Regions from separate parts of the Sus scrofa genome. Here region 1 is linked to region 2. The links are chromatin contacts, called in public HiChIP or PLAC-seq maps. All regions are on one chromosome and are shown on one strand. Each heading gives the region's core, a stretch centred on a gene start, on an enhancer-like site or on the middle of the called end of the contact. The rest is flanking DNA. Distances are from core to core; before and after follow the strand shown.

Evidence for each region. HiChIP or PLAC-seq counts read pairs in DNA pulled down with a chosen protein or histone mark.
Region 1: a contact with region 2 is called in an H3K27ac HiChIP or PLAC-seq map of alveolar macrophages. The contact joins two enhancer-like sites. A contact is called at or near these places in 1 of 47 Hi-C or Micro-C datasets (embryonic fibroblasts) and 1 of 2 datasets of contacts at active chromatin or transcription factors (alveolar macrophages).

What each region holds. Positions count from the first base shown.
Region 1 is chr8:45,775,062-45,782,005 of Sscrofa11.1, reverse strand. The region is part of intron 1 of PDGFC (platelet-derived growth factor C); the gene reads left to right. Among named protein-coding and RNA genes, the nearest start is that of PDGFC, 30 kb to the left of the region's middle. Within about 2 kb of position 2,170, at least 33 of the 83 cell types and tissues checked have an H3K27ac peak or open chromatin away from gene starts, as enhancers often do. A contact at or near this core is called in alveolar macrophages and embryonic fibroblasts, where this site is marked.
Region 2 is chr8:45,637,551-45,643,831 of Sscrofa11.1, reverse strand. It overlaps PDGFC (platelet-derived growth factor C), which reads left to right. Exons shown (of 6, transcript XM_021101285.1): 3 at 51-231. Among named protein-coding and RNA genes, the nearest start is that of PDGFC, 170 kb to the left of the region's middle. Within about 2 kb of position 2,936, at least 24 of the 83 cell types and tissues checked have an H3K27ac peak or open chromatin away from gene starts, as enhancers often do. A contact at or near this core is called in alveolar macrophages and embryonic fibroblasts, where this site is marked.

The DNA.
Region 1 (6,944 bases), core at 921-3,420, 140 kb before region 2:
AACCAGTGAGGGTGCTGGTCTTTTCCCTTCTGCAATACATTTAATATTTTAAAAAAATCTCTGTAGTAAGCTCACATTACTATCATAGGAGAAACAATGCTGTACTAATTTTGGAAACCAAATTTAAATGAGGGGGGAGCCAGTACAAACAATACAACATTTTGTAAAGGAACACACGTAAGCTGCAAGCCTTGCTTTTAGGAGCGAGGAGGTGGCATTTCTCAAGGTGGCCCTTCAGGGTTGAGAGCCCTTGGTTTATCCTGGAGGCTGGATGTGGCTACAGTCAAGGGCAGTGGGGGCCTCTGTGGCAGTCGGCAAGGGCGAGCCATCCACCACAATGATCTGTGTTGTTTTTGGCAGTTTACAAGGAATGTTTTCACAAGACCTAAGAGTTTTGTCTGGGAGGAGAGAAGTGAGCTGCCAGCATTTGGCACCATATGGGTTTTTTTTTCTTTCTCTCTCTTTTCTTTTTTTTAAGCTTAACATGTAGGCTGTACATCCTGCTCTTAAGCCTTAAAGATCAAGAAGATATTGTGGGATTTTAAAAATTTTTTTGTACACTTGTTAGAAACATCTGGAACATGCCACAAGGTTGCACACGATGGGCTTTGTTTTGTTTATAGACGAGTGTGTGATATAAACCAGGATGAAAAAACCGCACAAGACCTGCCTTCCTACAGCTACATGATCCTAGGGTACTCCTGATCTGAGGTCTGTGTGGACTTCAGAATCCTGCTAGTCCTGTTCACCCAGACTGGCGGATGGAGAAGCATAGGGTACTTGCCTTTTTCTATGTACAGCAGGACCTTCAGACCTTCAGGTGGACCTGCCCCTGGCCTCAGGTCAGGCAGCTTCCATCAGGGCTGCATGGCCCTGCCTGAGGGGCACACTCTCACACTTTAGGTTCCCCCCCATTTAAAAATTTATTTTAAGATATTTAGTTCAGATATTTTCATCTTATGCAAGTGGATTTTCTTTTTTATTAAAATATAATTTTTACTGTACAGCAAAGTGATTTAGTTATACTTACATATCTGTATATGTACATTCTTTACATATACGTGTGTATTTACACACATTCTTTTTCATATTCTTTTCCATTGTGGTATAGTCAATCACAGGATATTAAATATAGTTCCCTCTACTCTACAGTAGAACCTCATTGTTTATCCATCCTATATATAGTTTGCATCTGCTAATCCCAAACTCCCCGTCCATCCTTCCCCCACCCTCCTCTTGGCAACCACAAGTCTGTTCTCTGTATCTGTGAGTCAGTTTCTGTTTCATAGATAAGTTCATTTGTGTCATATTTCGGATTCCACATTTAAGTACTATCATATGATATTTGTTCTGTGACTGTCTTTTTAGAAATTTGAGACTAAAAATTATTTCAAACTCCAGGTATAAAGCACATAGAAAACTCTGCTCTAGGGAATACTGTTTTAGTTTTGGAAGAAACACTACCGTTTGTATTTATGACACTGAAGGTCGAGTTAGGGGAATGAGGAAAAAAAAGACTAGCAGTGATGACTTGGTTGAAGCCTGTGGTTCAAGTTATGCCTCAGTTAAGATACTTATTTTGGGATATCCCCACTCAGCAGTATATCTGTCACAAAAGCAGTGAAATTGGTAATCATATAACCAATTAACAAACCAAATAACAAACTGCACAAATGATACATTTCTTGAATCTCCTTTTTTCATGTTGCCCTCATACTTCATGGCCATGCCTTCATTTTGATGTTTAATTCTTATAGTCCATGGTGTGAATGAAAAACTTCTGCCTGCTGAGTCTGGAACCCCTCCAAGTGCACTGACCTCTGAGATTCAGCCATCTCAGAGGAAAATCTAAATTAAAAGGGAGTTTTGAGTAGGGAAGTAGATGTGGAGGTTTGCATAGGGAAGCAAGTGCCACAGCAACCCTCTGTAAACTGTAGAGGGTTGGGATGCCCTTGGTGGAAGGTTGGGGCAGCAGCTGTGCATCCACAGATCCTGAGTGAAGGGCCTCTGGGCAGAGCTGGTGTGTGCTGCTGCGATTTTCCCCCTTTGGTCTTCCATCCTGTTTACTTTCTAGTGGCAAGAATCGGACGACATCAGTGGGCAATGCCTTGTCCATCCTGCTGACCTCCTTTCCTTCCGTGGCTGGAGACTTCTGCGGTGACTCATTCCTGCCATGTGGTGGGGCCATCTCAGCCGTGATGACAGCCCTCCTTCCAGCCTTCTCTGGCAGAGCCCTGGGCCTTGGCCTTCTTCACTCAAGCAGTTCTGAAAATTATTTTGACCTTCTGAGGTAGACTTGAGGGTGTCTTTTTAATGCTTTTGTTCTGGACATGTTCAGGGTGACCAGAATCTTTAAAAATCCAGGAAAGGCTCTGGGAGTGTCTTGGGTAGGATGTTGTCAGGGGATTTCTCCTCTTGTCTGGGGGATGAAGTCATCTTCTGAGTCACAGAGGGCTTGGCAGCAGGGCAGAGTGCAAGGCTAGCTCTCGCCCTGGCTCCAGGGCCACATCCTGACCTGCCCTTCAGTTCAGGTTGTCCTGATGACAAGGAGGTGGATCCTGATAAAAGTTAGGAGCTCTGCCTTTAAGTGACCTTGGCAAATTCAAGCTCATTGTTGCCTAAGAAAAAAGGATTTGTTGCTTAAAAAAAATTTGCAAGCTCATTAAATGAAGAAACAATACCAAGACTATTTTTCAGATTTCTGTCTTTCATTTTTTTTTTCTTCTTCTTTTTTTAATGGCAGCACTGGCAGCATATGGAAGGTTCCCAGGCTAGGAGTCAAATTGCAGTTGTAGCTGCGGCCTACGCCATGCCATGGCAATGCAGGATCCGAGCTGCATCTGAAAGCTATAGCATAGATTTTGGCAATACCTACTTAACCCACTAAGTGAGGCCAGGGATCAGACCCACATCCCCACTGTCACTATGTTGGTTCTTAACCCACTGAGGGAACAGGAACTCCCATTTTTCAAAGAGGATCAAAAGCTTACTCTGACATATTTATGATTTTCATTGCTAAATAAATGACATCATCTGGGGTGAAATGTTGTATAACATTCTTTTAAATGAGTTGGTCTCTTTTTCTGATCTCTACATTTTGTGTTTCAGGTTAGTTCTTATATGCTGTGCAACCAGAGCTATTATTTTTGCCTCAGTCTGGGTCCATATTCTATATTTTTTGTGGTAGATAAGGAGACATATTATAATTTCACCTTAAATTTCTCGATGTTTAAAATGATATTTCTCTATATCTTCCCTGTCCAGTGTGAATGATACTCATTAAGAATACTTTCTGCGGATTCACTCTACTCCTTTTTTCATATTCTATGGGCTTTTTTGATAGGTAGCATATAACCTATTTTATCCATTTCTTACATAAATAATACATGCCTCTGTAGTTTACAAGAAAAACTTTGAAGGTTACAGCATCCTGTTGGGGGAATGATAAACGGTACCAAACCAAATAGAAGAAGAGGAGAGAATATGAGTTCTGTTTTCTTCATCCTCAGCAGTTGATTGGGATAAGGTACGGTCCTGTGTGGAAGCCAGGGATAATGAGCCGGATGATGCAGGAGTCATATGATCCCCATGAGTAGATGCCAGAATAGAGAGGGGTCCAGATTAGATATTTTTCACATTAGAATGGAAACTAAACTGCTTCTCAGTCTGGATGGTCATTAAAATTCCCAAGGTGTTTTCTGCAAGATTATGAGCTGTTAGCCAGCATCCAGGCCACATGAGTAATTGCTCTGTCAATCGGTCCTGCAGTTTCATTGTATAAGGTCCTTGCATCCACCTCCTGAGCTAAACTGTAACATTCAGGGAGAAGGCCCTCTTTAACTAGAGGGATTGATTTCTTTAATCAACAAACTCATAAATGTGTATTGGTTTTTTTTCCCCCCCACCTTCGGAAATGAGACAGTGGTTGTTTAACTTCTATAAATTGGAGTTAAGTTTTTTTTTTTCATTTTTTGTCTTGTCTTTTTTAAAACATTTTTATTATTGGGCCACACACACAGCATATGGAACTTCCTGGGCCACAGCCTGAACCTGAGCCACAGCTGCAGCAGTGCTGGATCCTTAACCTGCTATGCCACTTCCTTTCTTTTTTTTCTTTTAAATCTTTGGTGCTTTATTTTTGTCTTTTTAGGACCACACCCATGGCATATGGAAGTTCCTAGGCTAGGGGTCAAATCAGAGCTGTAGTTGCTGGCCTACACCACAACCACAGCAATGTCAGCCAGGTCTGCAACCTTCACCACAGCTTATGGCAATGCTGGATTCTTAACCCACTGAGAAAGGCCAGGGATTGAACCCACATCCTCATGGATACTAGTCAGGTTCATTACCACTGAGACACAGTGGGAACTCCCAAATCTTTTGGATTTTGATTTAGATTTTTGTGCAGGAGAAAATGTATTGCTGTTTTAAGTTTTCACTACTGAGATTATATATGCATTTCTATTTTGAAGTATTAGGAGAGGTCTAGACTCTTCATTAGGGGTGAACTGGGATGCAGATAGGATGCCCTCAGTCATTTATTCCTTAAACAAACATTTCCTGAACATTGATTACATAGGCAGCACAATGCTAGACACAGGTGATAGTAGCGATGGACAAAATATCCTGAAACCTCTGAGACAGGCTGGGGTCTGGGACTCTTTGCTGAAATATCTGCAGTGCTTACACCTGGACAAACATCTCCTTCAGCAACAGATACAAGGAAATGATAAGGTCTAAAAATAATTGCAAGCATGTGCAATTGGGGCAAATTATAGTATACAAAAGGCCACAAAGCAGCAGCCACTTCTAGAGTGCAAAAGCAGGGTCCTGCACATAATCCTTCCAAACAGCATCATAAAGGGGGTGGGTAGACCACCCAAACCACCCTTCCAGCTGGACCCATGGATCTACCTTTACCCTCATCCCATTTAGAGGACCAGCATGCCCCACCCCTGCTAGGAGCAGGGGCTTCTGTTACTTGTTTTCAAACCCTCCTGCTGCAGCAGGAGCCACAATAAGCCTTGCCTGAACTTCTCCTCTGGCCTCTTATCAATTTCTATTGATTAAAGAGTCCAAAGACCAATGTCAGTAACACTCCAACCTTGTGGACTTTGCATTCTAGTGAAGAGAGAAGAATGATAGACACAGAAGGAAGCTATTGGTGTCATAGGGCACGACCAGGGCTGGGTATTGGAGGATGAGGAGTGTGTGAGCTTAGACCATGGTGCTGCAGTTTAGAATAGCTCATGGTGCCGCAGTTTAGAATAGCTCATGGTGCCTTCACAAAGGTGGTTTTGAGCTAGGGTTCGAGGGGATGGGGAGAAGGCCTCACAAAGGGGCCAGCAGGAGAAGCAGGCCCCTTGGCAAGGACTGTGCCAGACATGGCACACATGAGGACAGCAAGGGGATGGCTGGAACAGGATGAGATGATAACATGGCATGCATGGGGGTGGCTGAAGCAAGATGAGTAGTGACTCTCTGGAGACTGTTACTTCTGCTGGATGGAGAATAGACTACAGGGCAGGAAGGAAGAACATAGTGTCTTAGATCAGAATAAAGGAGGTGAGTGGTCAGATTTTTGATATGTTCTGAAATCAGAGCTTTTAGAATTGTGGAGCATTGTAACTGAGTTGTAAGGAGGAAGCTTGAAGCTCTTGCCTAAGGGTCTGGATGGGCATCTCCGTCTGTGGCCTGTATTGATGTCTTAAAGGGCCCAAGTCTACTTGTTCATTGCTGTTTTAGGTACCACAGTCACATCACTTGATTTTTACCTGGAAAGGATGTCAAAGATAGGAGTTTGTGAGGAGTTTTATTGTTCATTTTTAATAATGATAAGTTATAACCACAAGAGCTTTACACCACATACAGTGAGTTTAAACTCAACAAAAGAGAAGAAAGCAAAGGTTGTATTGAGTTGGAAGAATATTATAACAGCTTAACTTAGTAGATGACTGGCCCTATTTATTTTGAACAGGAGCATATGGTACTCAAATAAATTCTATTTAACAATAAATATACTTAATACTTACTGGGTACTTACTGTACACTAGGTAGGCATTAATTTATGATTAACACACATTCATCCTTTTAATCCTCACAAAAAACCTATGGGGGCAGTGGCTAAGGATATTCCCAATTTGAGGAGGATGTGAGCCACTTGGCTGAGGTCAGGGTCTCCAGCCGAGGCAGCCTGGTTCCAGGATACATGCCCCTAACTGCTGCATCATCCTACATCTGATTGCAACTCTCATGTGTTGTAATGCAAGCTCTAATTTGGTTAGGACCTGAGCAGACTTGCTCTCTTGTGGTTCCACTTCTTAAATGTTGAGAAGTGATTGAAGTCTCTGAAAACTCTGGAGGTTTTTTCCACCAGCATCACATTCTCATTTTCAAGAAAGCCTGGATGTTTGGGGTGAGAAGAATCCGTAGAGGAAGAAGTATGAAAATTTGACTTAGTGGGAGTTCCCCAGTTAGCCTAGCAGTTAAGGATCTGGTATTTTCACTGCTGTGGTTTAGGTTCAATCCTTGGCCCTGGAACTTCTGCATACGGTGAATGTGGCCAAAACAAAAATAATAATAGTGACTTACTGGAGCCTGTAACTGAGTTTGAATCCTGGTTTACTCACATGCTAGTTATGGAATCTTATCTTTGTTGCCTTACCTTTAGTGCCTCAGTCTTGGATTTAGAATTTAAAAAAGAGGATACAGATGAACTTATTTTCGTAACAGAAACAGACTCACAGACTGAAAAACTTAGTGTTACCAGAGGGGACAGAATGGAGTGGGGGGAGGTACTGGGAGTTTGGGATTGGTGTATGGCCACTGAGATTTATAGAATGATTAGCCAGTGGGGACCTGCTGTGTAGCACAGGGAACTCTACCCAATATTCTATAATAATCTATGCACGAAAAGAATCTGAAAGAAAATGGATGTGTTCACA
Region 2 (6,281 bases), core at 1,687-4,186:
TGAAATAACTCATCGTGGTTTTATGCCTCTTCTCTCTCAATATCTTGCAGGTATGATTTTGTAGAGGTGGAAGAACCAAGTGATGGAACCATACTGGGGCGCTGGTGTGGTTCTGGCACAGTTCCAGGAAAGCAGATTTCGAAAGGAAATCAAATCAGGATAAGATTTGTATCTGATGAATATTTTCCCTCGGAACCAGGGTTCTGCATCCACTACAACATCGTCACACCAGTAAGTACCACTTAGAGACCCTCTTGTGCATTTGGATTCCTTCTTTGGTTACTTCTTTTTTCTCCTTTTAAACAAGAGATTTTGGAAAACCAAGAGCCAAAAACCCTTCCATTGCTTGATTTTTTTTTTTTTTTTTGGTCATAAATGTCTGTATAGTTATCACAAATAACTGGAATTTGTCATAATAGATAATTAGTGTCTGTAAAATCTATGATTTTATACGATATGTAATTGCCACCCACATTAAAATGTCATTACTCCTTTCTGTGCCCACTAAATATGTGCATAACATTTTTTTTTATCTTTTTTGGAGAAAAGTGAACTTATTAAATATTCTTTTCAAATTAGTGTTTAGTAAAATATATTTTTAAAAAGTAGTTATCTCAGTTTTCCTACTTAGTATTTGTCCTGCTTAAATAATATTTATAGTCTCTGTGCCCCTAAAAGGAAGTTTAGAAATTCTTATGGGAACTTAAGAAACACACCTGTTTTCTTTAACTATAATTGTTACTGTATTTTTTTGTATCACAATCACTTAAACATTTTATTTAATGTATCATTTCATTTTCTATATATTTGTTGCACTACAACAAAAATTTTGAAAACTTTTGCCATTTTTACCGTATTTTGCTTATAATAGTAATTCAGAAGTACGTATACAGATATGTTATCTAATATAGTTTAAAATATGATAATATAAAGTTGAAATCATTTGTTATTTTAAATAATATAAAATAATATGAAATTAAAATCATATGTTATTTTAACAGATTTATCAAGTTAGTAGACACTCTGGGAACACAGTATGTCATGAGCTACATGTATTCATTAACACGAATATTCTTATTGGGTATGAAAGCAAGGCACACTGCAAGCTAGCAATTCATGAGGCAAATTAGAATATATGAAATCAATATTTAACTTTATATATTATATCCATATTGTAAATGTTAAGCAGAAATTTCCTATTTTGATTGCCCAAATTCAGTTTTGTGGAATATTATTTAAGCAACTGATTAAATTGTTGAATTTATTGTTTGCAATACAGCTAAAAAGAAACGAAATGTAAATTGAAGTTTGAAAATGATAATTTATTGTGTACAATTGAAGTTAAGGGATATATCCCTAACATATAGGCTACGAATTTATATTGATCAATTTCCTTCTATGGATTTTTTTTAGGATATCTGCATCTCTATTCCATTATAGAATACTTTGCCCAGTAAAGATTCCATTTCCTTTATTAATGTCTAAAATTTTTCTTAATTTAACAACTTAACATTTTTATTTAAATTGAATACAATTTAATAATTTCACCAGAAAAGAAAGGTGTTAATAGAGAAGAATGAACTTATTTAAAAACACTTCGATAGTGTGATTATCTGTATTAATAAGGCCACTGAGAATCTGTTTATCATGCTTTCACAGTACGCTGCTTCACAGAATTTATGAGTTTAATAATTGTTTTAAATCTAAAATGGCCTCAGGAGCCATGGGTCTACACTTTCACAAAGTTATAAAGCTCATATTCAGTTTGGGTTTCCACACGTCTAATGTTCTTAAATATTTCAATATGAAAAATTAAGTTTCACTGTAAAACATAATGGTAGGCCTTGCATCATAGCAACAGTTTGTTTTATGCCTAACCTGTGACGAAAATAAACTTGAAATTGAGAAGATATTTGTGTTTGAAAGGAATTAGCATTGTCATATTAATAGCAATCTATGCTTATACACAGAATAAGACATGAAAGCTGAAAACATCTATTCCGACACCAAGGGTTGTCTTTCTCTGATTTTATACTTCTCATGGGTTATCTGGTTCTGTAACCCACGGAGTGGTATGGAATAAACAAAATATGTGAAGACAAAAACACAGCAAATGTACAGTGCCTAGCACAATTCTGGCACCATGATAGTTTCTCAGGAAGTAGTTGAACCCTGAGTTTATCATACAACTCTGACACCCCAGCTTAACTAACAATGGGCTCACCGATACCTGTGTTTCTTTATGTAAGTATATGTCAGATTCATGAGCCTGGAGATGAGATAAAGAACCATAAGGATCGGGAGTTCCCGCCATGTCTCAGTGGTAATGAACCTAAATAGTATCCATGAGGACGCGGGTTGGAACCCTGGCCTCGCTCAGTGGGTTAGGGATCCAGCATTGCCACAAGCTGTGGTGTAAGTTGCAGATGCAGCTTGGTTCTGGTGCTTCTGCGGCTGTGGTGAAGGCCAGCAGCTGCAGTTCCAATTTGACCCCAAGTGTGGGAACTTCCATATGTCACAGGTGCAGCCTTGAAAAGAAAAAAGAAAAAAAAAAAAAAAAAAAAAGACCCATAAGGATCTATTGTAAGACCATCCATCCTTTGTGCTGAGAATGACCCTGCCAGCTGGGTTTGACCTGTTACCAGAGATTCACCATGACTAAGGCCAGAAACTGCATCTGAGAGACTTTGGGTAAAAAGTGTATCACTGGTTGCATCATTAAAATTAAATTCAGTACATTTTTAGTTGAAATAGTTTAATAAGTTGTAATTATGGACTTGAGGGGCTAGGAATCAACCCTCTCCTGGCCTCTCTTGCACCATGTCTTTCTTGGTAACTCAGTTGCTCTGTGCTGGTGCTGGCTGCAGAACATGAGACCCCTGGGGAAACAGCACAGAGATCTTATGCTAATTTGCTTTATGCTTAGAAAACTAGTAGGCTGGGGAGAAACCAGAGGATGTGACAGTCTGTTCCTGTGTTGCCTAATCAGTGTGACTTGGTGATTTTAATCTTGCTAGATTGCTTCCTGGAATGATTATCAACACATGAATTGTACAGTTTCACAGACTTTGATTCTTTGTTTAAGTTTGTTTTGACAGTTTACCTGCTACTTCCTCAGAAATCCTTTGTCTTGATTCCTTACTTCCATCCCTCTTCCCATGCAACACATACTCATTCTGCTCTTGGTAACTGCCTGAAGATATTCTGCTCGCAGAGTGTCTCAAATTATCACTGGATGCTGCTGAATGGCATCCCTCCGTGCTGGCCCCCCTCCCCACAGCATCACTACCAGCCTCCATTAGTCTTATCTGTGTATCAGTGAAGGAAAACCTCAGGGAAGAAAGTTTACCTTTTGGAGAGTAGACTTTAAAGTTCTGTGACATTTGCTCAGGGGCAAGTGCCCCTTCGAGTTCCTGGCTCATCTCTCATACTTTTCTTTTCTTTCTTTTTTGCCATAGATGAACTTCATAATTAGCACACCCAGCTCCCCAGAGGCCATCGTCTCACTGACTGCAAATCCATCCCTGCCAAGTAGGGCCCTAGGAGTCACTGGCTTCTAAACTTTGTAGTGATAACATGATATTAACCCCAAGTCCTGAGTGGCCTGTTAACTTCCTGCCTTGAGGTTTGCGGCTGTGCAGCTGCTCGGTGGTGTCTTACGGAAACTCCGCCACCACCCCTGGGGGTTGTCTGAACCCCTGTGGAGTTGTGCTGACTTCTCACTTGTTATATGTTGCACAACGGTGATGATTCATAAACCAGAAAACTTGAAAAATTGCAGTCATGACAGCAGATATTCTCTTGGTCCTTGTGTATTAGGCTATATTGCTAAGGACACAGTCTTGCCCTCCTTAAATAATTAAACTGGTATCTTTTGTTTTTGTTGTTGTTAGGAGGCTGGAATATCTAGGGTAGTTAAATTAGTGCCTATTTATGATGCTCTAAGCTTTGATGTGTATAGTCATCCTTACCTTCTTTTTTATTATCTTAATGAATATTTTACATCTGTTATAGATAGACTAAATGTTGAGTTTAATCTCATTTCTCATTTTTTCCTTGGACAATTATAAAGTTTTTGTTTTCATTTTAGGAGGTGGGGGTGGTTTGGCTGTACCTGTGGTGGCATGCAAAAAAGTTATTGGGCCAGGTATTGAACCCAAGCCACAGCAGTGACTAATCCAGATTTTTAGCCCTCTAAGTCACCAAGGAACTCCAAGAAAGTTTATTTTAATATCCTTTATATTCAATGAATGAGAGAGAGAACTGCAGCCTTCTTTGGGAGCATGAATGACTATTTGATTCTAGTCTCCCTTTCAGACAGTGACATTCTGATTACCGTGTATCTTATCAGGAGAGTTTTATTGCATCATTTAAAATTCTCAGAAACAGCTTTTGCTGCCCATGTTGACATTAAAAATTATATTCACCTTTGTAATATGATTCAACCACTTTTTTTCTTCAAACTAATGAATGAGAGAATATATCGTTAAACAAGGGATCAGCATACTATTTTGAAGAAAGTGATGCTGATCTATTTTATATATACTTTACATGTAGATCTACTTTCCTTTGTAATGCTTTGTTTTCAGTATCATTTTCTTGACTCCCAGATACCTTAGCATAAGACATAAATAAAATTTATCTTTCCATGTTATGTTCAGCCTATTGACATTATAAGGTAAGGGTTACTTTAGAAAAAACTTTAGCATACGATGTCTACCTGAAATTATAGCTAGGTGTTTGTAGCTTTAAAAAAAATAATATTAGATTTCACTATATAAATTTACAATTTTAGAATTACTACGCATTTTTGAGAATTATTTATGGAAATATATATTCCCTGGTCATACCCCATTAGTAAAGAATGGAAAAGAAATCCATGCAAATTGATGCCAATGATATATATTCAGCTTTATGATGGTGCATAAGGATTTGCTAATAATGTCTTTGATTTTTGTTTCCTTCATGCTAGGAGAGGGGAAAAGGCCTGTTAGATTAGCAGGGAGAGATTGTTTGGGAAGAAATGAAGCAAATCTGAAATAAAACAGTGCAAGTTCGTTTCTGTTTAGAGGCCACACACATTGAGAGCTCAGCACACATTTCAGATCTCTCAGAAAGAAAAGAAAATTTCTTGTTTAATTTTGGAGTAATTTATAATCGTTTATGTATGTTTTACTCTGTGTACTGTAGCATAAGCATCATTATTTTAAAAGGTTCAGAAACCTACAAAGGATGAAAAATAGTACCTTTTCTTCCAGTATCAAAAAACCTGTTTAAAAGTTTTATTTTTAAAAGAATTTCAGCCTCCATGTAAAATATTTCACATATTTTGTCAGGAAGTTACTTCACAAAACCTTACCTGTTTTTGAAATAAAATGCACAAAACCAGAGATGAATATTTTTAGTGGCCTTATTCTTTATATACAGAACTATTCTTCTTGAGTGTAATATCAGTTGTAGTCCATACTTTTTAAAATGGTATGAGATTTGAAGATTTTCCTTTAATCTGATTAATATTTTGAAGATTGATTAAACTACTTCTGCTTTTTTAAGAATGGTTTTATTGAATACTATATTTTTAAAGAATTTTAATCTAAGCTTTTTGATCAGAAGCAAAAAACAATATTTTCAACAGTTTATTTGCTCTCATTTTCAATTCAATGAATGGATCAGTTTTGATGAGCAGAAATAGATATTGGAGCTACCAACCCATTTGACTCCATATATTTTAGTCTTCTTTTCTTTATTTCCTGAAAAGAGGGGGCCAGGGGATGAATGAACTGAAGATTCCTTTAACATAATCAACCTCTTGAGACTCATCTTCCTTTAAGTTGTTTCCAAATCTGTTCTGTTATCTGCATGATTTTTACTTTTTTCTTTTTCTGATATGTATAATCAATGGCACCTGTTGGGTATCCCATATTTTAAAATTCTTATTAGCAAAATTATGTCCAGAGATTGAAGTATGCGAGGGAGTGAATATGAGTCTTGCAGCCACTTTGTGAGCCCAGCTGTGTTTTCTGAAGAGCTGTCTTGTAAAGGGCTTATAAAGGGCGTGTGAGGGGCGAAGTTGGTGCTCGCCATGCTGGCTGCAGAGGGTGTGCGGTTTCTGTGGGGAGGGCGCGGAAGGACACTTGAAGCCTGAGGTGCCATTGAGGAATGCATGACTGATCGCCAGAGGAGTTATTAATTTTGCAGGATGCGGAGAACAAAGCGGCTCAGTGAATATTGGCCTTGGGGCCAGAAAGGAACGGGGCGGGGGTGGGGGGATATTTTTTCCA